Regions from separate parts of the Mus musculus genome. Here regions 1, 2, 3, 4 and 5 are each linked to region 6. Evidence: chromatin contacts called from public Hi-C and promoter capture Hi-C data. All regions are on one chromosome and are shown on one strand. The core of a region is the stretch at or near the end of the contact, and the rest is flanking DNA. Distances in the headings are between cores, read along the strand shown. Region 1 holds the start of Ap1ar (adaptor-related protein complex 1 associated regulatory protein). Region 2 holds the start of Tifa (TRAF-interacting protein with forkhead-associated domain). Region 3 holds the start of Camk2d (calcium/calmodulin-dependent protein kinase II, delta). Region 4 holds the start of Fam241a (family with sequence similarity 241, member A). Region 5 holds the start of Ptbp2 (polypyrimidine tract binding protein 2). Region 6 holds the start of Snhg8 (small nucleolar RNA host gene 8).

What was found. Promoter capture Hi-C pulls out the DNA fragments that hold promoters and counts their contacts. A called contact is a pair of places that touch in the nucleus more often than the background predicts.
Region 1: a promoter capture Hi-C map of liver shows a contact between it and region 6, with 6 times the contacts expected there. The contact joins the promoter of Ap1ar here to the promoter of Snhg8 in region 6. A contact is called at or near these places in 2 of 39 promoter capture datasets (liver and pre-B cells).
Region 2: a promoter capture Hi-C map of pre-B cells shows a contact between it and region 6, with 7 times the contacts expected there. The contact joins the promoter of Tifa here to the promoter of Snhg8 in region 6. A contact is called at or near these places in 2 of 39 promoter capture datasets (liver and pre-B cells).
Region 3: a Hi-C map of CD8 T cells shows a contact between it and region 6, with 6 times the contacts expected there. The contact joins the promoter of Camk2d here to the promoter of Snhg8 in region 6. A contact is called at or near these places in 2 of 39 promoter capture datasets (liver and pre-B cells), 8 of 484 Hi-C or Micro-C datasets (B cells, CD4 T cells, CD8 T cells and 1 more) and 1 of 9 other capture datasets (adipose tissue).
Region 4: a contact with region 6 is called in a promoter capture Hi-C map of pre-B cells. The contact joins the promoter of Fam241a here to the promoter of Snhg8 in region 6. A contact is called at or near these places in 1 of 39 promoter capture datasets (pre-B cells) and 1 of 484 Hi-C or Micro-C datasets (CD4 T cells).
Region 5: a promoter capture Hi-C map of pre-B cells shows a contact between it and region 6, with 11 times the contacts expected there. The contact joins the promoter of Ptbp2 here to the promoter of Snhg8 in region 6. A contact is called at or near these places in 1 of 39 promoter capture datasets (pre-B cells) and 2 of 484 Hi-C or Micro-C datasets (CD4 T cells and LSK cells).

The regions. Positions count from the first base shown.
Region 1 is chr3:127,835,261-127,838,848 of GRCm38.p6, reverse strand. It overlaps Ap1ar (adaptor-related protein complex 1 associated regulatory protein), which reads left to right and starts at 1,326. Exons shown (of 10, transcript NM_145964.3): 1 at 1,326-1,700. The coding sequence starts at 1,624. Gm43653 (a long non-coding RNA gene) reads right to left here and starts at 1,352. Exons shown (of 2, transcript XR_003954551.1): 1 at 666-1,352.
Region 2 is chr3:127,787,873-127,791,448 of GRCm38.p6, reverse strand. Tifa (TRAF-interacting protein with forkhead-associated domain) reads right to left here and starts at 1,577. Exons shown (of 3, transcript NM_145133.4): 1 at 1,278-1,577.
Region 3 is chr3:126,595,538-126,598,661 of GRCm38.p6, reverse strand. It overlaps Camk2d (calcium/calmodulin-dependent protein kinase II, delta), which reads right to left and starts at 1,711. Exons shown (of 21, transcript NM_001346635.1): 1 at 1,158-1,711. The coding sequence starts at 1,222.
Region 4 is chr3:127,895,052-127,898,659 of GRCm38.p6, reverse strand. Fam241a (family with sequence similarity 241, member A) reads left to right here and starts at 2,337. Exons shown (of 2, transcript NM_027482.3): 1 at 2,337-2,626. The coding sequence starts at 2,477.
Region 5 is chr3:119,781,947-119,785,210 of GRCm38.p6, reverse strand. Ptbp2 (polypyrimidine tract binding protein 2) reads left to right here and starts at 1,823. Exons shown (of 14, transcript NM_001310711.1): 1 at 1,823-2,009. The coding sequence starts at 2,002.
Region 6 is chr3:123,506,999-123,510,220 of GRCm38.p6, reverse strand. Snhg8 (small nucleolar RNA host gene 8) reads left to right here and starts at 1,885. Exons shown (of 1, transcript NR_028574.1): 1 at 1,885-2,669. Snora24 (small nucleolar RNA, H/ACA box 24) reads left to right here and starts at 2,155; the gene lies at 2,155-2,284. It also overlaps the pseudogene Gm9369.

The DNA of each region.
Region 1 (3,588 bases), core at 77-2,576, 4.3 Mb before region 6:
AATGCAGTGACAATTTAGGAAACCATTAAGCCATTTCACTGGCATCCAATGAGCAGTGGGGCTTGTCCACTTGAATACCAAAGAGTCAAGTTCACTAAGTGCTAAGACTGAAATCATGGCTGGCCTTGATGCTAAGAACCAACAAAATGAGTAGTTGAAAGAATGTTTTCCTAGTAGTACTGTTTTCTTTTCTTTTTTTTTTTTCAATGTCACCATTTCACTCACACTAAAGTGGGTTAAAATTGTAATATATGGTATCAGTGGAGCATGTTATCCACAGAACTGGGCATTTGTGAAACAACTATGCCTTGGATCCAGTTGGGTTAGACAGGGTTTCATTACATAGACATGGCTGGCCAGGATCTGGCTCTGTAGATCAGGCCGGCCTCCAACTCCCAGGCATACTTCTGCCTTCTGCTTTTAAAGCTACCTGGTGTCTGAAAGGGGGTTTTTAGGGTGGCATTTGAGAACATGGACCTTTACCCCAGCCTTGCTCTTCTTAACTTGGAATTAGAATATTATATTTGAATTAGAAATGGCTTGTTCTCCCGAAAACCCAAGACCTTTTGCTGACTTCTTCTGGTTCTCCTCTTCTCCACCTGAAATTACTTTTAATTTAAAAAATAAAAAATAAAAATACAGGGTCTCACACAGTCCGGACTGACCTCCAACTTAATGTGTATCTGAGGTTGACTTTGAATTTATGACTCTGCTTCCATCTCTCAAGTGCTGTTGACTGCAGATTTTTCCACCACACTTCTACCAACCGAGCTACATGCCCAAGCTGGAACTTTTCGTTTTTAATAAAAGAAAATCCGCCTAGGAGTGCACAGTGTCTCTCCAGTCCGCTGGCAGTATAACGAGAATAAGCTGCTCCGCAAACGAGAATATTTTAAGAATTAAAACAAAACAAAACAAAATAAAACAAAAAGCCTCTTAGTGTGTTCTAAGTAACGGCAGTGAGTCCCTCCTCTCTGCCTCTAGCTCTGGTGCCATCCTGGAGCGCACTCGTTGGGTGACTTCCGACCCGCTGCTGCAGAAGGGGAGGCTCGTGCGCTCTAGGTACAAAGTTCGAAGGCTAAGCTTGCGCTCGAGCATGCGCTGCATGATCCCCACTGCTTGACAGCGGGCGACGAAGGCGCCAGAAGTGGCGTAGAGAGAGAGAGAGAGAGAGAGAGCAGATCCCCGTCTAGGATCAGGTTCAGCACACAGCACCTACAACCGAGAACAGCGCCTCCTGCCCGGCGCTGCCAGCCAAGCCGGAATCCAGCGGAAATGACGCCCGCGCCAGCCGCCGGAAGCGGTAGCCGCCAGAAACGTGTCCAATGGGAGCCCGGGAGCGGCAGGGGGCGTGGCGGCGCGGGCCTCCCGCGGCTGCCGGGGCGGTGACGGGCGCGGGCGGCCGGGCGGGTGGCGAGCGGGCCATGCGGACGGCTGGAGACCCGGGACCCCACGGCCCTGCGCTCGTCCCTCGCGCCGCGGTAGCCCGGAGCCCGCGGGCCTAGCGGCGGCCTTTGTTCCCGGCGTCGCCGTCTGCCGAGCTCCGGCCGGCGCGGATGCAGCTGCTCCGCCTGGGCTCGCGCTCGGGGCAGGAGGAGGAGCGGCGGCTCCGGGCGGCATGCGATGGGGAACTGCTGCTGGACGCAATGCTTCGGGCTGCTCCGCCGGGAAGCGGGTCGGCTGCAGCGAGCGGGCGGAGGGTAAGCGGCAGCGCAGGCCCGGGATGCCCGGGATGCGCGGCCGGGGATCGGCGGTGGTGGTGGTGCCCGCCGCCCCCGTGCAGGCTCCCTGTCCCTGAGGACTTACCTCGGGAGGTACGATCTCCTGTAAGCACCCGGCACTGCCTCCTGGACACACCCTGCTTTGACTTAACGCCAAAGCTTCTGTCTCTGTGTTTGGTCTTCCTTTTGGGCCTTGACAGAACAGGTGAAAATCTGGCCCCAAGGTTGATGCCCCAGGTGCATTTTAAATAGAAGTCACTTCTGCTCCAGGCTCTGGTGAACTCTTAGGTAAAGAGCTGCAGGATCGCAGTGCACACTGGCCATTGAAGCGACTGGTGCGGCTGTATGCGAATCCTTTCATAGCAATAACTTAGAATTTTGGAGAGGAATACCATGCTGTGATTGCTACCCTTATGCTCGATAATCTAACCAAAATGTCACCGAGCAGCACGTCTCTTGTGAGGAAAGTGGGATATGCTTCAGATTTTTCTATCCAATAGCAAAATTGTGTGATTACTGTTGTACCTTTATTTCCTAGAATAGTGAAAAAACAAAACAAAACAAAAAACCCGGGGGCACATAGCATTGATGTTGATTTTATTATTCCTAAGCATTTTTCGGGAATTAAAACCTAGAATCAAAAAATCTAAGCCAGCCAATCTAACTAAAGAACATATCTGTTTTGAACTTTCTTAAGCATGGTGCCCAATTTTCAGCCAATAGCTTTGTATTGGGAAGCTTTCAGCCCACACAAACTGGAACCAAGTGATTTGTAATTCGAATCTTTGGGTCATGAGTGCATTATAAAATGATTCACTAATTAAGCAGTGTGTCAAAGTAGTGAAGGTGTTACTCTATGCGTCCCTAGAATGGGAGGGGATGGACTTAAAACATTTCTACTTAGTTTGGTATTTTGATTTTCCTGATTTCTGTACTTTACTTTGACAGCTGTTGTGCATTGTGATCCAAAATCATGTTATTCCAAGTACTTCGTGAGTGAACTCGTTTGTGAAGCTATGGAAAGGGGCTCATGGAAGAACTGGACATTACAACATCTTTGACTTTATTATCATTCCTTGGAAGGCTTAACAGTCAAACTCTGGGAGGGAGTGCTTTGAATTCTGCGGTAGACAATGTTTTTGTATTTGACTTTGGAGTACATTACCCGGGTTCTGTAAGAACCTTGGGTATTTTTTTTTTTAACAGTGATTTTACAAATGATATCTTCATTACACACTATTCATTAAAATTGCGGGTTCTCCTGGCTCAGCCCAGGCTTGGCAGCATAGGAGAGGCTAGCAGGGTGAGATCACGTGAGGCATGTGATCCTTGTAGATATGTTGTAGTGCTTGATCGAGAGTCTGTACTTTGTCTTTGGCTGACTCCTTGAGTGAGTCCTAGGGGTTGTGGATGCTGATGCCGAAGACCATGTGATCTGTGTCAGTCCTGTTTCTTGGCATCTATAAGCATAGGCTTCAACAGTTCCCTTACTTGAATCTTCCCATAAACTTACCGTTTGGTATCAGTCTTAACAGTTCTAGCAGCTTCCTGGAAGCATGTGGTATTAAACTGCCTTTCAGTTTAGTCGCTGTTAGTTGTTTTCCTTTAGGTGTGCATCTGGGCAGTTAATGGGTACATGTTTAAGTGAAAAACTGGGCACTCACAAAAGTCTGCGTTGATTTTATGTCACTGTACTTATTAAGGCTAGAAAGAAATAGGACATCCTGGGCTCTGTTAGGCTCATTTACTCTGGACTCCACCACGGGTGCTTTGTGATTTGAGGCCTGGTTTCTTAGCCTTGTGGATTTCCCAGGAGTCTCTCAAAATGAGATCACTTACTCTACGCTTTGTAATCTCGGCACTATAA
Region 2 (3,576 bases), core at 328-2,827, 4.3 Mb before region 6:
GTCGGTGTGTTAGGTACACCGCAGCACTGACAACCCAGCTGCGCACGCGGGACAAGCTGCTCCTAACTGACCCCTGTGTCCTGTGAAACCAGTGAAGGACTACCGGGCTTTGTTTTTGCACAAGGCTGATTGGTTGCAAATACCACAGATGAGAAGCTACGCAGAGATGTTTTTACTAAAATGAGCCAGGTGTCCAAACGGTTTAAAGGGAAGTTTGCACGGCTCCCCTGGGTAGGGGTCACGCATGCCATCAAGGTTTCTCACGTTTTTAGAATTTGCTGTAAATGGAGGTTCCTCTGAGTCGATATGCTAGCGATTGTGATTACAAGAAGGGAGTTTTTATTTTTGCAAAAAAGCTTCTCTTCTTGACAAACACCCGACACCGAGCTGGCAGAAGGGGAAGAGAAACTTGGAAGAAACAAAAGATAATTTTACTCTCTTGCCCAACTCCCTCAGTTGCCATGGCCCCACCGGGTGTCTTAGAAGACATTTGTCCGCGAATTTTACACCAAAGCAGACCTGCACTGCCGACTCAGCAGCCTTTCTGGTTCCCAATCTTTCAGAGAGAGTGGGGGCAACCAAGTACGGAGAGGAGAGCGTCAGGCAAGCTCAGCGCTTTCCAGCGTTGGCGATTCTCGCTCTGCCCACCCTCCACTTCTTATCCCCACCCCGGCCCCACTCCCCTCCCTGGCCGCGGACCCCCCACGGAGCCTCTCCCAGCAACCGGATGCGAATCCTCTGGGAAAATTGGAAAATCCCGGATCACAACGACGCTGGGCTTTCCTGTGACCCGGCTACGGCCGGGAGGTGGGTCTGGAAGAGGCTTGTGCACTCCGGACTGGGATATTTCCCAAGTTCAATAACAGCATGTGACGGCGGGGGACCGGGATGTCGGCTAGTGAGCCAGAATGCACAAGCGGCATCCTTCTAGTTTCCGATTGGATGAAAAGTTTGCAAGAATAGGAGAGGAAAGACATACACACACACCGCTCCCCTCCCCCAGTATTGTTCGGTTCCTCCCTTATTTTATAAAGATCACGTATTTCATAAGCTTAAGATCGCGCTGGCTATATATTTTTTCAACCTTTCCTTAGTATATAGTGCAAGACTGCCTGTAAACCAAGCCAAGGAGAGAGAGAGCGAGAGCGAGGGAGAGGGAGAGGGAGGGAGGGAGGGAGGGAGGGAGAGAGAGAGAGAGAGAGAGAGAGAGAGAGAGAGAGAGAAGCAGGCAAGCGACAGTCCCCCACTCTCAAGCTAAACAGGTGACCAATAGGTACCTGGGGACTTGGAGGTCCGTGAGTCTTGCGGAGCCTTCTGGTGGAAGCCTGGGGATAGGGGTGGGGGTGGGGGACCGTCGCTGCCAGCGCCGTGGGAGCTCGAGGAATCCGCAGGTCGCTGGTCCTCCCACGCCACCGAGCCTCCCACGGGCGCGCCAAGAGCGGCCTCGCGCGAGTGACCTCGGCAAAGCCCTTGCCGGGAGGAAAGCCCCGCAGAGCCAGGCAAGAGGCTGCCGCCGCCGTCCAGCCCTTTTCCACAGGAAGCCCTGCCCCCTGTCGCCTCTCTGAGGTCTCCTGACTGACCGGGTTTGAGTCGCCGGGCACCCGGGGCGACCGCACCTTCTCCAACAAGAGGCAGCTCTAGATGGCATGTGACCCGGGAGCTGGGCTTTGAGAAGAAAGGAACTGGGTCGGTTCCAGATTAAGAGCTGCTGTGGGGTGGTGGACCAGCAGGCAGTTGGAGGACTCGTTGGGGACCCTAAGAATGTGCGCCTGATCTCGGGCCTTGGGAGGCAGTGGCTACTCTCTGCTCAACCCGAGGCGTGGGGAGCGGATGAGAGTCCAGCCAGACAGGATTGGAACCTTCCTCGGGATGCTGCCACCCTGCGCACAAGCCGTCCAGAAGCCTCCTCACCTGTCACTTCCGGCTAACCAACCTTTCTTCGCCCAACACCTAGTGCTGAGTGGTGACAGGGGCAACAGCCTCGTGAGGGTCTTTCAGAGGACCGACTGGATACCCGGACACTAATTTCCGAAGTTCAAGGAGGTTGGGATGGAAATACAGAAGGCAGCTGTGGAGAGAGGTAGGAGAGGGCTTCTATTTAGGGAGAAGAGCGATGGAGAGCAGAGCGAAGAGAACCAGAGTGACTGTAGAAGTTGCCAAGGATGTTCTAGTTGTCCGTTCCGTCGTCCCCTCTGCTTGGGAACCTGAATAGCAATTCCCACAGTCTTTCCATGGAAACTGTTTATTTGTCTGGACTCTGTCCTTAATGTCAGGGGAGGTAGGTCTTTTTCTGGGACAATAAAATGATGTGGCTTCTGCACTGTTGTCAGTCTACTGGAGGGCCTCCCCCCCCCCCCCAATTCTGCTGGGAAGCCTCGGCTGGGAAAGGACTTAAGTACATTTAAGTGAGGCAGATTCCAGTAAGGGATGTAATTTCGTTGGTTAATGATCAACGTTTATTATTCCTTCTTGGAAGAAGAGACAGCCACGGAATCTTCTTTCGATTGAGCTGTATCAAAGCAGGTACAAGATAAGACATTGCCAAGTGATTGTGCCAAATAAACCCAGGCAATAAAGTAACATAAAAATCGGAGTTTCTGCTCTCAGATCTCTTTCTTGTTAACGGTTTTCTTTTTAGACAAGGTTTTGTCATGTAGCTCAGGCTAGCTTCCAAGTCAAGACCCTTCTGCCTCCTGTGAATCCTAGCGTCATGATTGTGCTCCATCTGAACTCTTTAATCTTCAAAGCTGAGTTGAAGAACATGTGAAAAAAATGTGACGAATAAGGGAGTAATAAAGTGATGGACATGGTCAAAGTGCATTAACACAAGTAGAGAAATAACATAGAAACCTTCACTTTATACTATTAATATTTAAGTAGGGGCTATTAACAACACTGACAGAAGATACAGGTTAAAATTCAGGATGCTAGAGGGCATGCTCTTTATTTTCCAGAACTGTCAGGCATGATTGATCCCAAAGAGACTCTAAGTAAGCATGCAGGTCCACATTAGAATCTAATCTCGGTCACAATTGCTTGACCCTGACAACTAGTTAAAAAATAATGGATCTTAAAACCGAAGATGAGCATGTGATCAGCAAGAATCAGGCAGGAGTGTGCACCTGAGAGAGAGTTCCTCTGCTTCCAGGCCTGAGGGATACTTGGCTGGCGCTGCAGTTACTGGCCTTGGCTTATCTCAGTTCAGATAGCTACAGTATCGCTCCAGTAATCTCCGCTGGCTACACTTCTGGACAAAGACAGAAGGTCCAGAATGAGTAGCCTGAAGCCTCGACTTGGGCAAAAGCCAAACAGAAATGTGCCCTCTTGTTTCTGTAACTTCAGTTTGTGGAGGCTTCTGAAGCCCCCAGAAGACATGCAGGAAATAAATGGTCTTAAGCCTCTCGTTCCTAAATTGGGCTGTCTTTTTTAATTATACCTTATTGTTGTCCATTCCTATGAGACCAGTGAAAGCAGGTTTTTTTTTTCTATGAAAATACCTTCTATTCTCCCGTTCAATTGTCATTTGGAGGCTTACTGCCTCAGTCTGTAACTTAGGCCTTGTCCTGAAAGCTTCTA
Region 3 (3,124 bases), core at 462-2,961, 3.1 Mb before region 6:
CGTGGTTCCAACTAAGTAAATATGGCGATTGTTTTCATTAAAACATAAATCTCGAGCTCACTGGTGTGCTTTAACAGGTTCTGGGGTAAGGTGATTTCTCTCTGCCTGGTTTGGGCTTGGGGGGAGGGGAGAGATTTAAATTAAGCTGCTCTTCCGACATACTCCATGTTTCAACAGCAGATCATCTATAAAGATATCATTTTCATTTGATTTAAAAGTGCTCACACTTCCTTTTATGCAACTGTAAGGAAACCTACAGCACACACACACACACACACACAAATGCATCCCTTCCCTGATAGTGGAAATTAGCGATAGGTTTGGGGTTTGATGCTCGGTAAACCAACACTCCCTCCTGACTGAGTCTCTAGTTGCCCCTGTGCAGATCTTCAGTAGGTACCCTGTCCCTCCTTAACATCTCAAGGAAGTCCTGCCACTTCAGTGGAGGAGGTCGTTTTACACAAGCTAGGCTACCCTGGGGAAACGCTCTCTCGGGCTCTAGGGCTTTCCTCTGCCTGGATAAATAAATCCTCTCAGAGACGATGTACACCTAAATCCTAGAATGATGGTGAGCGACTCATCTTAGTGCAAAGAAGGATAGCGGATACATGGCAGGGACGTGGGTTCTGTTGGGTGGCCCTTTTCCTGAACGGAACAACTACTTGGATGCCGAACCAGACTCTCCACCAAGCCAAGTTGAACTTTCGGCATCGATAAATATGGCACCATCTCAGAGAGCGAGTGTTCTCTCGTTAGCTCATCCGAACCTGGGTCAGATCGCAGATACAGCGCGGGCTGAGCAAGAGACATCTATTTACCAAAAATGTGATAAATGTTGCATTTTACATGCATCTCCTTTCCTCTCCGAACACACATACACACACATTCGCACTCGCGTGCGCGCACACTTCTCAGGATGACAGCTACAACTGCAGAGATCATAAATTCACTAAGTCCCCCGTGGAGAGGTGGAGGACCCGAGAAGATGGGCTGGGAATTCGGAGCACCCGCCACAGTAGGGCAAAGGTTTCCTTCCCTGTGTGCCCCACCCGCACCAAGCCAGGGTCCGTCTCCCCGCCTCGGCCCGCAGGCTCTCTATCCCCACGAGGGAGACGAGGGGTCGTGGGGAGGAGGAGATGCCAGGCAGGGACGCTTACTTTCCGAGCTCCTCAAAGAGCTGATACTCGTCGGTGAACCGGGTGCAGGTGGTGGTCGAAGCCATGGCGGGGTCTGGACAGTGCGACGGGCGACACGCGAACAGACCTGGCTTCCCGGGACTGGCGCCGCCGCGCTGTCACCCGGGGCCGCCCTCACTTTCCGTGTCCGAAAGTAGCTCGCCGGCGAGGGAGTGCGCGCAGGGGCGGGGCGCGCGGGGCGAGGTGGCCAGACCAGCCCGCTCCGCGATCCCTTGTCCTCTCCTCCTCCCGCCGCGGTGGCCGGGCCGAGGGCTCCCGAAGGGGCGGGGGAGAGGTGTCAGGAGGGGTTGCCGCGGTCACCGAGGCCGCACGGAGAGCTCAACGCAGCGCCCGGAGTGGCGGGCGGCAGCGGCCGAGTGAACACCCAGCCGGTCGTTCCAGCGGGCAGAGGAGGCGCTGGTGGCCCGCGCTCCCTCCTCTCCACGGGGCCGCAAGGCTGGGAACCCGCGGGGCGACAGAGTGCGCTCGCTCGGCTCGGGCGAAGCTGGCAGCCGCGGCTCCTCCCCGGCGCCTCCTCCCTCCTCTCCCCGCCCAGCGAAGCCCCCTCCTCGGCGGCCCCACACCTCCCTCTAGCGACTCCAGCCGCGTCCCTTCGGGCTGCTCTCCCGCAGCCGTCTAGGGAGACCGAAGGGAGATGCGCGGAGCAGCAGGGAGCGCGCTTAAGGGGACGGGACTGAGATGTCGCAGTGACCCACGAAGGGCGGAAAGATGAGAGACCACTCGAAGCTCCCACAACCCGGATGCCTCTACCCGGGCGGGATGGCCGCGAGGCCGGGGAAGCCGAGAGAGGGAAGCAACCCTTGCATCTGGGCGCGGTTCGCGTTTACTGCTCCCAGACCCGGGTCCAACGTCCCCCGGCTCGCAGCTACTGCCTGGGGCTGCCAGCCTTGGCCACCTCTGCTGCGCCCGGCTGTCCCTTAGCTAGGGGCAAAGATGGTCAGGGCACCACGTTTCGCTTCAGTTTTTACTGTCACGTCTTCGCCCTTCTCTCCCCTTTTCCCGACTAGGGCGATCCCCATAAGCATTTGCTTGATCATAAACTCTAACATAATGAAACCCAAAAGTGCACCACTCTGCCACACCTTCCTTCCTCTCCAGAGTAACTCCCCTGTAACCTCAGCAAGTTCTGATAGTAAGAAGGCTTCTCGCGAGATGTCCCACGCCAGTGGCGAGGGGGTGGGGCGGTAGGAAGGTTGGCTGTGGGTCACGCGACCCAGAGGGGGCTGACGTCATTAGCGTCACGTGAGCGTGCCTAGCCTGTTTCGCGTTGCCGAGGGAGAAGGGAGAGGGAGGGTGGGAGTTCTTTACCTGCATTCTCAAAGAGCAGGCCAAGTAGGGGCACAGGAGTGTACTCCCTCAGTGGCTATCTGGAAAACCATTTAAGAGTTCAAGAACGTGTGTACAGTTAAGCATATCTGACACTGTTGCTTAAAAATTAGCATGGAGAAAAAAAATTAGCATGTAAGATGGGTTAAGGTGTAAGTGGTGGCTAAGATCATTTCTGAGCCTTCTTTTCACTTCTGAGTCTTTAATAAACGAGGCAATTGCAGATTTAGAGGCCTACGGAAAATAGAGACGCATCATGAACTTTTAAAAAATTTTCTTCAGACTGTTGCTTTTTGTTCTACAGCAGGAAACCATAAAATCCTGCATTTCTATTGCTTATGTGCTCGTGCTTAGAATCACATCGTGCACTTAAAATTTCACAGTGGGAAGATGATAGATAACTTTCAGTTAGGGAGCCTGTACATGCTTTTAGGGCGGCTATAAGTTACTACTTTGCAGGTTCTTTTATTCCCTGTTCTAAAGAATGCTGAGTGGCCTTTGAACTGAAGTACTCAGACGGCCATATAATTTTTAAATGCTTTTTTTTGTTATAGATTTTGCAAATATTACTCATACTTCTAATAGCCCTCTCCCACTCAACA
Region 4 (3,608 bases), core at 1,088-3,587, 4.4 Mb before region 6:
CGAGTTGGTTTTTCTTAAAGATCATTTATAGGGAACAATAGTCAAGAGAAAAATTCCAAAATTCAAATGAAATGTTGCCATTAGACAAAAAGAATGATAATGTATATAACCAGGAGCCAGTGCCACCCTGTTTGGAAAGAGGGAAGTGTCTAGTGAGAAAAGCTGGGAGGAGAAGAGAGAGTATTTGGTCATATTTACACACACACACCATTACACTCTCTTTCTTGTCCTCCCAGCCTTTCCCACTAAATGCTTTCCTCTTTCTGATTATGTACATACAATATTTATTGCTGTCATCGAAGATTTTAAAGACCTTTAAGACAGACATTAAGCCAGATTCTTTTTTTTTTCTAATTTGTGATGTCCAAAAGCATATTTTTCTTGTCTCTAGGGACGGTGTATGTTTGGCAGAAACCATTAAGAAGGATTTGTGAGATGCTGTTGTAAGAAAGAAACTAGGTTACATTACAAAGTGTAACAGACTGGGTATAAGAAAGGGTGTTTTTGTGAGACACTGAGTACACAGAGAGAGAGAGAGTGTGTGTGTTAGGTGTGAGCAAAAGGGACAAGCTTCTGCCTAGCCCAAACAAAACAAAACCACTTTTTAAAATAAGCCTGTAAGTCCCTGCCTATTTAATTCCTTGGCTGGGCCTAAAGACATTTTGGGTACTAGTCTTTTCTTTTTTTAAGGTTTATTTATTTTATGTATCTGAGTGCTCTATTGCATGTATACCTGCATACCAGGACAGGGCATTGGATTCCATTGCACATGGTGGTGAGCCACCATCTGATTGCTGGGGATAGGACTCAGGATCTCTGAAAGAACAGTCAGTACTGTTAACCGCTGAGCCATCTCTCCAGCCCCTGAAGGCATTTTAAAAGAGGCTTTCCCAAACGAGTTACTCGTCTCTGGGCCTATTTGTTAAATAGGAAATAATTTCCATCGACAGTCTGATATACCAGCTACACCATAACCTTTTCCTCAATGCACGGATTAAAGGAAAGCAAAACCATTCGTTGTTTTACTTTCATGCCCCCCAGTTTACCCTTATATGATGGGCTAGCAAGAAAAAAGAAAAAGAAACTCGATTTCTCTCTCTTACCAGTCGCTGAGAATTTTTAAACCATTTCTAGAAATGCACACTACGGCAGAGAGACCAGGAAATGAGCCCAGGGCTCCCACAAGCCACACACACTAGGAAGCAGAGAGAAATAGGCATGGTCACTCAGAGATGCTTAGGGAGAGGAGGCAAAAGGGGAGGAACAAGCGACAGAGAGCCTGCATTCCTTCCTAGGCACAAGCAGCCAACAGCACACCCAGGCACAGCTGAGCGCCCGCTGCAGCTGGTATGGAGGGATACTGTGTGTTTGGGTGGTCTTTCACACTCCCAGAACCTCTTACATGTGCCCACACCTTCATGCACACAGCTCCCTCTCATATGAGCTTCTTATTCTCAGTTGCCCTCTTCTGTATACCTACATCCTCACACAAACTTTCAACACCTATGATCTCCCACACTGTCCTGTCACAAAAGACTCTGGTATACAGTCTTCCACAATCTGTTGTGTACAGGCACACAATTAGACACAGGCTTTTATAATACTCTATCAGACAGGGTCTCATGCATCTAATGGTCTTTTTCATATAATCTCCTGTAAGCACTTGGTTACAGTCTGTTACAATGTTTCTTACACACACTTTCTCACAACACATAACTTCCTCCTCCTCCTCCTCCTTCTCTCTCTCTCTCTCTCTCTCTCTCACACACACACACACACACACACACTAAACACAACATCTAAGTGTGTGTATGTGTGTGTGTGTATAGTTACTCACACACAATCACACATGGGCTCTCACATGCATTAAAAACCTGTCAGATACAATCTCCCTCATGCACCTATGGCCGATTTCATACATAATCTCCCTCATGTAGTCTGTTACAGTGTTCCTCACCTCTGACACTCTCTCTCTTCCTCTCTCTCTGTCTTTTACACATACACACACACACACACACACACACACACACACACCACAGGATATCTGTCTGTTGTGTACAGATAGTTACAGATACACAATTTCACAGATGTCATATACTTTAATAGGTGTCAGACACATACAACCTCCCTCAGGAGCCTATGGCCTCATTCATAGTTTCATGCACTAACTGGAATAATGCTACACCTCCCTTGGTTCCGCCCCTCCCTGGCCCCGCCCCTCCCAGTACCCTGCCCAACCCACCAGGTCCCGCCTTCATTGGGCCGCGGTCCGCTATGGCCCCGCCCCTCCTCCCGCCCCCGCCCCCGGGGTTCCGCCCCCGAGCTGGGGGTGGGGCGAGCGGCTGACAGGAGGGGCGGGCGGCTCCTGCACTTCTGGCCCCCAGGCCGGCGGGCGCGCTTCTAAGGATTCCCGTGTGCGTCGGGAGTCCCGGTGTGGCCAGCGGCAGCCGTGCGGGCGGCCGGAGTCGGCGGTGGGATGTGCTCGGCCAGGAAGCTGCTGCGGGGCGGCGCCGGCAGCGCCGGCGGGGAGTGCGACGAGGACGGGGCGGCGCCGGCCGGGCGGGTTGAGGAGCCGGAGCACGGGGCGAGCCCGCGGCGCCGGCGGCCGCAGGACGAGGGCGAGCAGGTGAGCGCGGGCGCGCGGGCCGCGGGGTGGCGGCTGGGCACGCGGCGAGCGGTTGACGGGCGGGGCCGGGCTCGGTGGAAATGCCCTCCGGAGCCTCACCTCAAAACCACCCGGCAACTTGCGCTACGTGGGCGCGCCGTGCGCTCGAATTCCGAGCACTGCACGCGCCCTGGACGGGGTGGGCGGACGGCCCGCACAGAGGATCGGGAAGCACGGGTCGGTGCCTAGGTGACACCGGGACTCTCCCAGAGCAAGTTTCACAGCACCACCGAGCAGAGCTGAACTTCATTTTAGAAGTGGAAAGGAAAAAAAAAAAAAGAAAATTGCCTGCTGTGAGCACCAAAGGGAAGGAAGCTTTAGTAACAGACATAATAAGGAAACTGGGTACTTTTAAAGTTCTCAGAATTGGATATCATTGAGAAGACTAAGGGAAATTATAACATCAGATATCTGTAAGACTAGACTAGCAGTTGAATGTAAAGATGGAGTTCTACGTGGGACGATTTTTTTTTTTTTTTTTTTACAGGCAGTACAGTAATTAGCTACTCAAAAATCCCCCAGATACAAAGACCTTTAGAAATCACATAAGTAAGCCTAGACTTCTGGAATCATCAGTTAATAATACCTGTAACTTGTCCTCTAATATCACTAAGTACATTAATAACTAAATACATTAATAAAACCCATTACTTAAGAAACAAAAATAATGCTAATGTGGGCTTGATCACCGTGTAGACAGTAATTATTCATCTATGTGACAATATAGGAGCCAGTGACTGAAGCAAATAAATTGGTAGCTAGGAGATCTTGCTGGTGCCCTTGCGGGCGGTGTTCTTACCAAACTGTACCATGCATGTCTCAATAGAGAAGGTCTTGATTTCCTCTTACTCTTGCTCAACTGGAAAACACAGCCAGCAACTAAAACTCCCTTTCCAAAAGTAAATGTGCAAATGGTTGTAATGGCATATGTGAAATCCTTCCC
Region 5 (3,264 bases), core at 574-3,073, 3.7 Mb after region 6:
AATTTTAAACTATAAATCATGTCTAGATTTTACACTTAATATTTCCCAGCCACGGTTTACCACTGAACAAATGGCTTGAAACAGAAACCTCAGGTAGATGTCCAGAGGAGCCTATTGCTGTGTGCTGATACATCAGCATCATTCCCAACTTTAAACCCTTATTTCTTTACTACATTTTAAAATCTAGTGCTTTATGTGTCTTGCCTTGCGAACTACCTCACATATTTCCTACCGAAGTGTTGACTTAAATAAGCCAGCATATTGACTGTGCTGTGGTTTGCCCTTATACTTTATTAGAAGACCAACAAAAGGTTGTAGTTTAGTGAACATCTGACACTTGACAGAAGTTCTGCTCTTCTTGACCCAGATTGTCTTCCCTGAGATAAAACGAGAACCAATTATCAGTGTTGATTGTGCCAGTGCGAAGAAGATGGAGAATGCATCCTGGATCCCCTCCCTCCCTCCCTCCCTCTGGGAGCATACAGATTTAATTGTTGAGTTGAAACTATGTGAACAAAACCACAACCCATGAAAAACTATTATTAATGGAAATGATAATGGGGCCTTTACGTATCATAAGTCAAAAGTATAGATAGAAGGGAGGTGTTGCCGGAAATTAGATTTTTAAAAAGAATCGACAATCCCTAAGGCAAATCAAGACTATTTGACCAGGTGGTGGCTTGGAAACGTTCTTAGAGCAACAACAGTGCACATATGTGTGTGGTTGTTGTTGATTGCCTTTGAAACAAGGTCTCACTAAGTTTCTTCATCCTCTGGAGTAGCTGGGGCCAGGTTCTGACTTATCTTTTAAAAATAATATACAATCTCCCATTTAGTGAGGTGAAATTCCAGGTGGTAAGGGCAAGAGGCTTCTTGAAGGGGACGCGGCAGATCTGGAGGAGGTATGGAGGACACCTGGACAGACACAGTTGGTAAGTGCTGGAGGAGGTAGGGAAGAGCAAAGGGTGGTGCTGGCATTAGTGGCATGCCGGGAACATTTTCCGAAACCAAATGTTGCTGGGGCTATGATACAAATACATTAAAGAAGAACGGAAAACATGTTCTATGATATTAAGACCTTTAGTTCTATGGAAAAGTGATTTTTGTCTAGGCCGTTTTAACATTTTCATCCCCTGTAACTAATGCTAACTCAATTGGCCTCCTCTTTCCATATCCCCAAATGTTGGAATACAGGAACGCTTTCTGCCACCTCGCTCGCTCAGCGTGTGGCCATTCCCATGTAGGGATCTTGGAATATATGTTTTTCCTAACAGATGCACAAAAATTACCAACCCACATGAGAATCACCTTTTCTTCCTCTTGGCCTGATTGATTCCAGGTTTGTAAGCAAACACTAAGCTGGTGAGCAGTCCTTAATTAGGAGATGTTGTTATATTTTCCTAAGCAATGGATCTTGACCAGGGGGGTAAGCTCTTTGAGGATGAAGAATTTGTAAACGAGGTCTAGGATGCAGCTATAAAGTCTTTTTCTCTAGAGCTGAGAGGGCGAAGGGTGCCCGGGCCGGGCCTGGGATTGGTCCTTTGTGGTAATAATGCAGCTTGAGGTTGGAAGGAAGAGTGGAAGCAGCCTGAGAGCAGCAGGGTTGCAGTCCGGGCTAGCCTGAGGCACACACGGTGCAGGCTGCAGGCTGTCCCACTCACACCGCCCACGGAAGAGAAAGAACCCAGGTCAGCCAGCCACTGCAGCGGGCTCGTCTCCGAGGGCGGGAGGCAGTGCGCGCGCGGGCGGGCGGGCGGGCAAGCGGGCGGAGGCAGCCAACGGCGGAGGCGCCCACTCCCCCGGTCCCTGTGCCCCGCCGCTCGTCTCCCGCCGCCGCCGGGCGCCCGCGCGCTCGGCTCTTTCCGCCGCCGCGCGCTGCCCCGTGCGCTCCGGCACCTTCGGCAATTTCCGTCGGGCCCTGGCCGCCATTTTCTCGCCGCTTGTGTGGCTCGCTGGCTGCGTGGCTCGGTTCTTGGGAGCGAAGCTTTGTCCGGTTCGGCAATGGACGGGTAGGTACCGGGAGCCCGTGAGGAGATGGGCGAGGGAGAGGAGGCCGGCGAGGCGGCGGCCGGGATCCGGGTCGGGTCGGGTCCCGGGAAGCGGGGCTCGGGCGGCCCCTCCCAGGCCGCGCCGCCGTTACCCAACCCCCGCCCCATCACACACACCCCTCCCCGGGCTTCCCTCGGCCGCTCCGGCTACCGGCTCGAACCGCAGCCGCGGCTGGGAGGCCGGGGAGGCCTCGGGGCTGCTGTGGGGACGCGGGGCGGCCCGACTGCGGGGGATGGGGCGGGAAGCCCGGGGCGGCCCTGCCCCCTCGGGAGCCATGTCGACGCCGCGGGGAGACCCGAACCCTGGGGTGGCGGCGGCGGCGGCGGCGGCGGCGCGGGCGCGAGCGGGCCAAGCCGCGGAGGCCTGTGCGGAGCGCGAAGCCTGAGCGAGGCCCGCCATCCCCGGCCTCGCCCGAAACGCCGCGGCCGGAGCGCCGAGTGGGAGCTGCGGGGAAGGGGAGGGCGCGTGGCGGCGGGAGGGAGGAGGGCACATGTCACACTCCTTTGTTTTCATCCGAGTCTGGGAGCGGGGGCGGGAGGCCATCGGAATGCCTTTACCACCACCACAACGACAACAACAAGAATTCGGGGCTCGGCCCACAGGGCCCAGAAATTAAGCCATAAACAAAACCAAACCCCCATGAAGTGTTGGAGAGGCAGCATCAGTCACATGGGCAAAGGCCACAAGCCACGCAAGGCAGACAACAGATAATCCACACAGGGTTGGCCTTCCCCCGCCCCCTACTTTGATTAGTTTCTGGAGGAAAAAAAAATACAAAAATAAAAACAAACACCCCCCCCCCCACACCAGCCCCCCAAGCAAATATGGAACATGGATCAGAGTCGTGTTGCATCTTTGGAGAGGCTGGGCGTGAAGACCGGAGGATGCTGAGTGAGATGAGAGAGCTGTGAGAAGAAAAGAGGAGGCTCACCAATGTCGCGCCCTTGTTAACTCCACATCCCGAACGACCCAGTTCAACTCATTGTTCAGAGAAGGGGGCCACAGTTCACAGCCCACAGAGAGGAAGGGGCACGAAAAGAGACCCAGTGAACATGAACCTTTATTAAAATTGAGGGTCTGGATTTGACGAGTCTAAGAAAGTAAAATCCGAGTTTATTCAATAGGTTATCAGTCTAGAGTTAGTTATCTGGTGTTTTAGAAGAGATAATAAAAAGGCTTTAAACATCATTGCCACAAATTACCTTAATGGGATAT
Region 6 (3,222 bases), core at 636-3,135:
ATTTGATATAAGCAAGAAAGAGATGCAACCTACACATCCAATCCGCCTGGGGCTGGCTCTTAACCTTCCTGTATTTTACTCTGTGATCCTTAATAATCCAGAGCTTGCCTACACACTGGCTAAAACGGCTTTTGATGAGGCTATCACAGAGCTTGGTACACTGAACAAAGACTCCTACAAAGACAGCACCCTTATCATGCAGTTGCTTAGAGACAACTTAACATTATGGACATCAGACAGTGCAGAAGAATGTGATGCAGCAGAGGGGGCCGAAAACTAAAGGCATCCAGGGCACCAACCCCCTTCCCCTCAAGAAGACCTTTTTACATCTCCATTCCTTATTCCACTTGGATTTCCTCTAGCAAGAAAGCCCATTCGTGTGTATGGGATCAACTGTTTATATAGTCTTTTCACACTGCAGCTTTGGGGAAACTCCATCCCTTGGTTTGTGTTGTCTCCTCCTTCCTGGTGTGCAGTTACTGCTGTAGAAAAGTATCAATAGCTTCATTTCATGTAAACACGAGTAACTTCCAGACACGTGAGTAGAGGACTGACAGCACACTTGGTATTTAAGTAATCTGAACCGGTTCTACAAGCGACTGTGTTTTGTATTACTGCGAAGATATGGAAAATGTAGTGCATTGCAATTTAAAGTAATGTTAGTACTTTTCCATGCAAATTTGTGTACATGTGAGAGGGTATCCATTTGGTTCAGTGATTGTTCTTTAGAGAGTTGTTTGCTAATCATTGACTGTAGTCCCCAAAAAAGCCTTATGAAAATGTTATGCCCTGTGTAACAGCAGAGTAACATAAAAACAAAACTACATTTTGTAAAATAAAAAACCTGACAGGTGCAGACAGGCACAAAAGAAAAACCCACGGAAAGATGCAGGCTACCATCTACTGGCCAGAGAAGGAAGGCCCTTAATCTCGGACTTCTCAGCTCAGGACTAATACAGACCATTCTTAAGGACACCCTCAGAAGACCATCCAGAATGTAAATGAAATGTTTGGGCAACGCGCCGCGGTTACTTGAGCCTTATGATGAACTAGTTCTTTCAATTCAGTAGTGATTATTTTAAGTAAAATGAGATAGTGGGTGAGCGAGCTGAGGTTCACGAACCCCTCTAGGTCCTTCAAATGCGAGTATTGTCTCCAATGAATTCGTTCCTACTGACTCCTGCACGGTGTTGCCCTAACCGCACCCTTCCCAGCCTGTAATGATCACAGCTTTCTAACTAACATTCTCCATGACGACAACTGTCATCTCCATACTCCATCACTAAAGGCCCTCTATTCTGTCTCATAGCGGGCTGCACGCGGGAGTGAGATATGCCTTCCTCCCGGAAAAGCCGAGGGCCGGGCGGGTCTGCTCGCACTGCCCAGGCTTCCCGTTCTCCCGGTTCGAGAAACCTTCCGGCGCGCTGTGTCGGGCAAAAGTGAGATCAGATCAAAAGGGCAAGCGGAAGGGCGCAAGCGGAACCATCAACCCCGATGGGGGCAGAGGAGCCGCCAACAGCTCTCGGGGACAAAGGGCCGGCGCCATAGGAAGTGATGCCGGGGGAGGCGGCAACGAAGGGACCTTAGACTTTGGGTCCCAGAGAAGAACGCAGCCAAGAAGAGAAAACGCGCGCACCGCCAGAGCTTCAGCCACGAGACTTCTGACACCGCGAGAACTGTGGTTTCAGCTCGGCTTTTCCCCGCCCACCTCCACAGCCCGCCCATTCCTGTGACGCACGCATCGAATCCGGGCCGCCTGTACACCAATCAAAGTGACGAGGCGCGGGAGAGCTCGGAATGGGCGGGAAAGCCCCGCCCCTCGCGCGCAGGCTCTTGGGAGAGCGTCACCCGGGCTATAAAAGCGTGCGCGCACCGTTCAGAAGTCTCTTTGGCTGCGATCCGCCTACGAGTATGTAGTTGTATGGTGGGGATGATATCTTGGGCCTTATTTGTGAGTGGCCGAGATGCGGGAGACACAAGGTGGCTATGGTGCTGGCCGAAAGCCATCAACTCTGCAAGAGCGCCGTGAAGGTTAGCGCGACGACCACCATGTAAAGCCGATACGGTGTTGGGCGGCGTGACGCAAGTTCGCCACCGCTGGGTCGGATGGTGAGTGACACCTCTGGGGTTACACTAGATTTTTGGGCTGTGAAACTCCATGTATCTTTGGGACCTGCCGCCTGTGGCAGTCTCCCTTCCTAGCCATGGAAGAGCATGTTCTTGTTATTGGCAAAGCTGTCACCATTTCATTGGTACCAGATTCTGACTTGAGCAAGTGACATTCTAAGATTGTAAGAGTCTACACGACGCTAGAAAAATGGACTTCAGTTTTCTAAACTAGTATTGAAATATTTCTAGGAAACGCCGGGACCCGTTGCTGTTGAACAGTGGAGGAAGTGTTAAGGTAAGATTCATTTTTGTGGTGTTTTCGCGGTTCTGGGTAGTGAGTGGGCCTTTACTGTTAGGGTGAAGTTTGCTCTTGTGCTGACATTAACATAAGTAAACAGCCCGTAGTATAGTCACGGATATTCTGTAATGGGCCTTTTTTTTTTTCTTGCAGGTACTGTAGTGGTTGAGATCGTCTCTGGTCAACTTACAGGGAATCTTCGCTTTTAATTTTTGAAAATTGAATATTTTATATTAAATAAAAGATGTTTGGTGTGTAATAAGACTGTGTCCTGTTTCTGGAGGTTGTGTGAATTAAGAGTTAACGATACAGGAGACATTTGCGCAGGAAATAACTGGGTTAACTAGGCTTCCAAAGAAGATAGGTTTGATTGTTACAAAGGTGCAAGATAAATGTTGGCTTGGAACATGAGTGATTAATAAGCCACAGACGGTTGCCCTTAATGAAAAGTATCTTTTGCTTGCTGCTCTCCAAGCCTTCTAGTGTGTGCCATTCAACTTCAAATCTCCAGAAGCCAAGTATGTAACACCAGCTAGGGGGTGTGTTGTGACAGGTGCTGAGGGGATACTTGTGACCTTAGAGGCTTTTGTGTCTGGGATTTGAGGTACTGAGACTCACACTCAAGAGTATGATAGGCCTTATTTAGGGAAGCTTAGGAACCAGGGGGTGATTCCTCTGCACAGAGATTATTGGGATCCAAATTCCCACCAGATGTCTCTGGGCCTTCATTCCTATTTAAAAAGGGCTGCTGTAAGGTCATGGTTCCACAAGTGGTCAGTAATTTGTATGGCCTCTTAACTGCTTGCCATTTCATG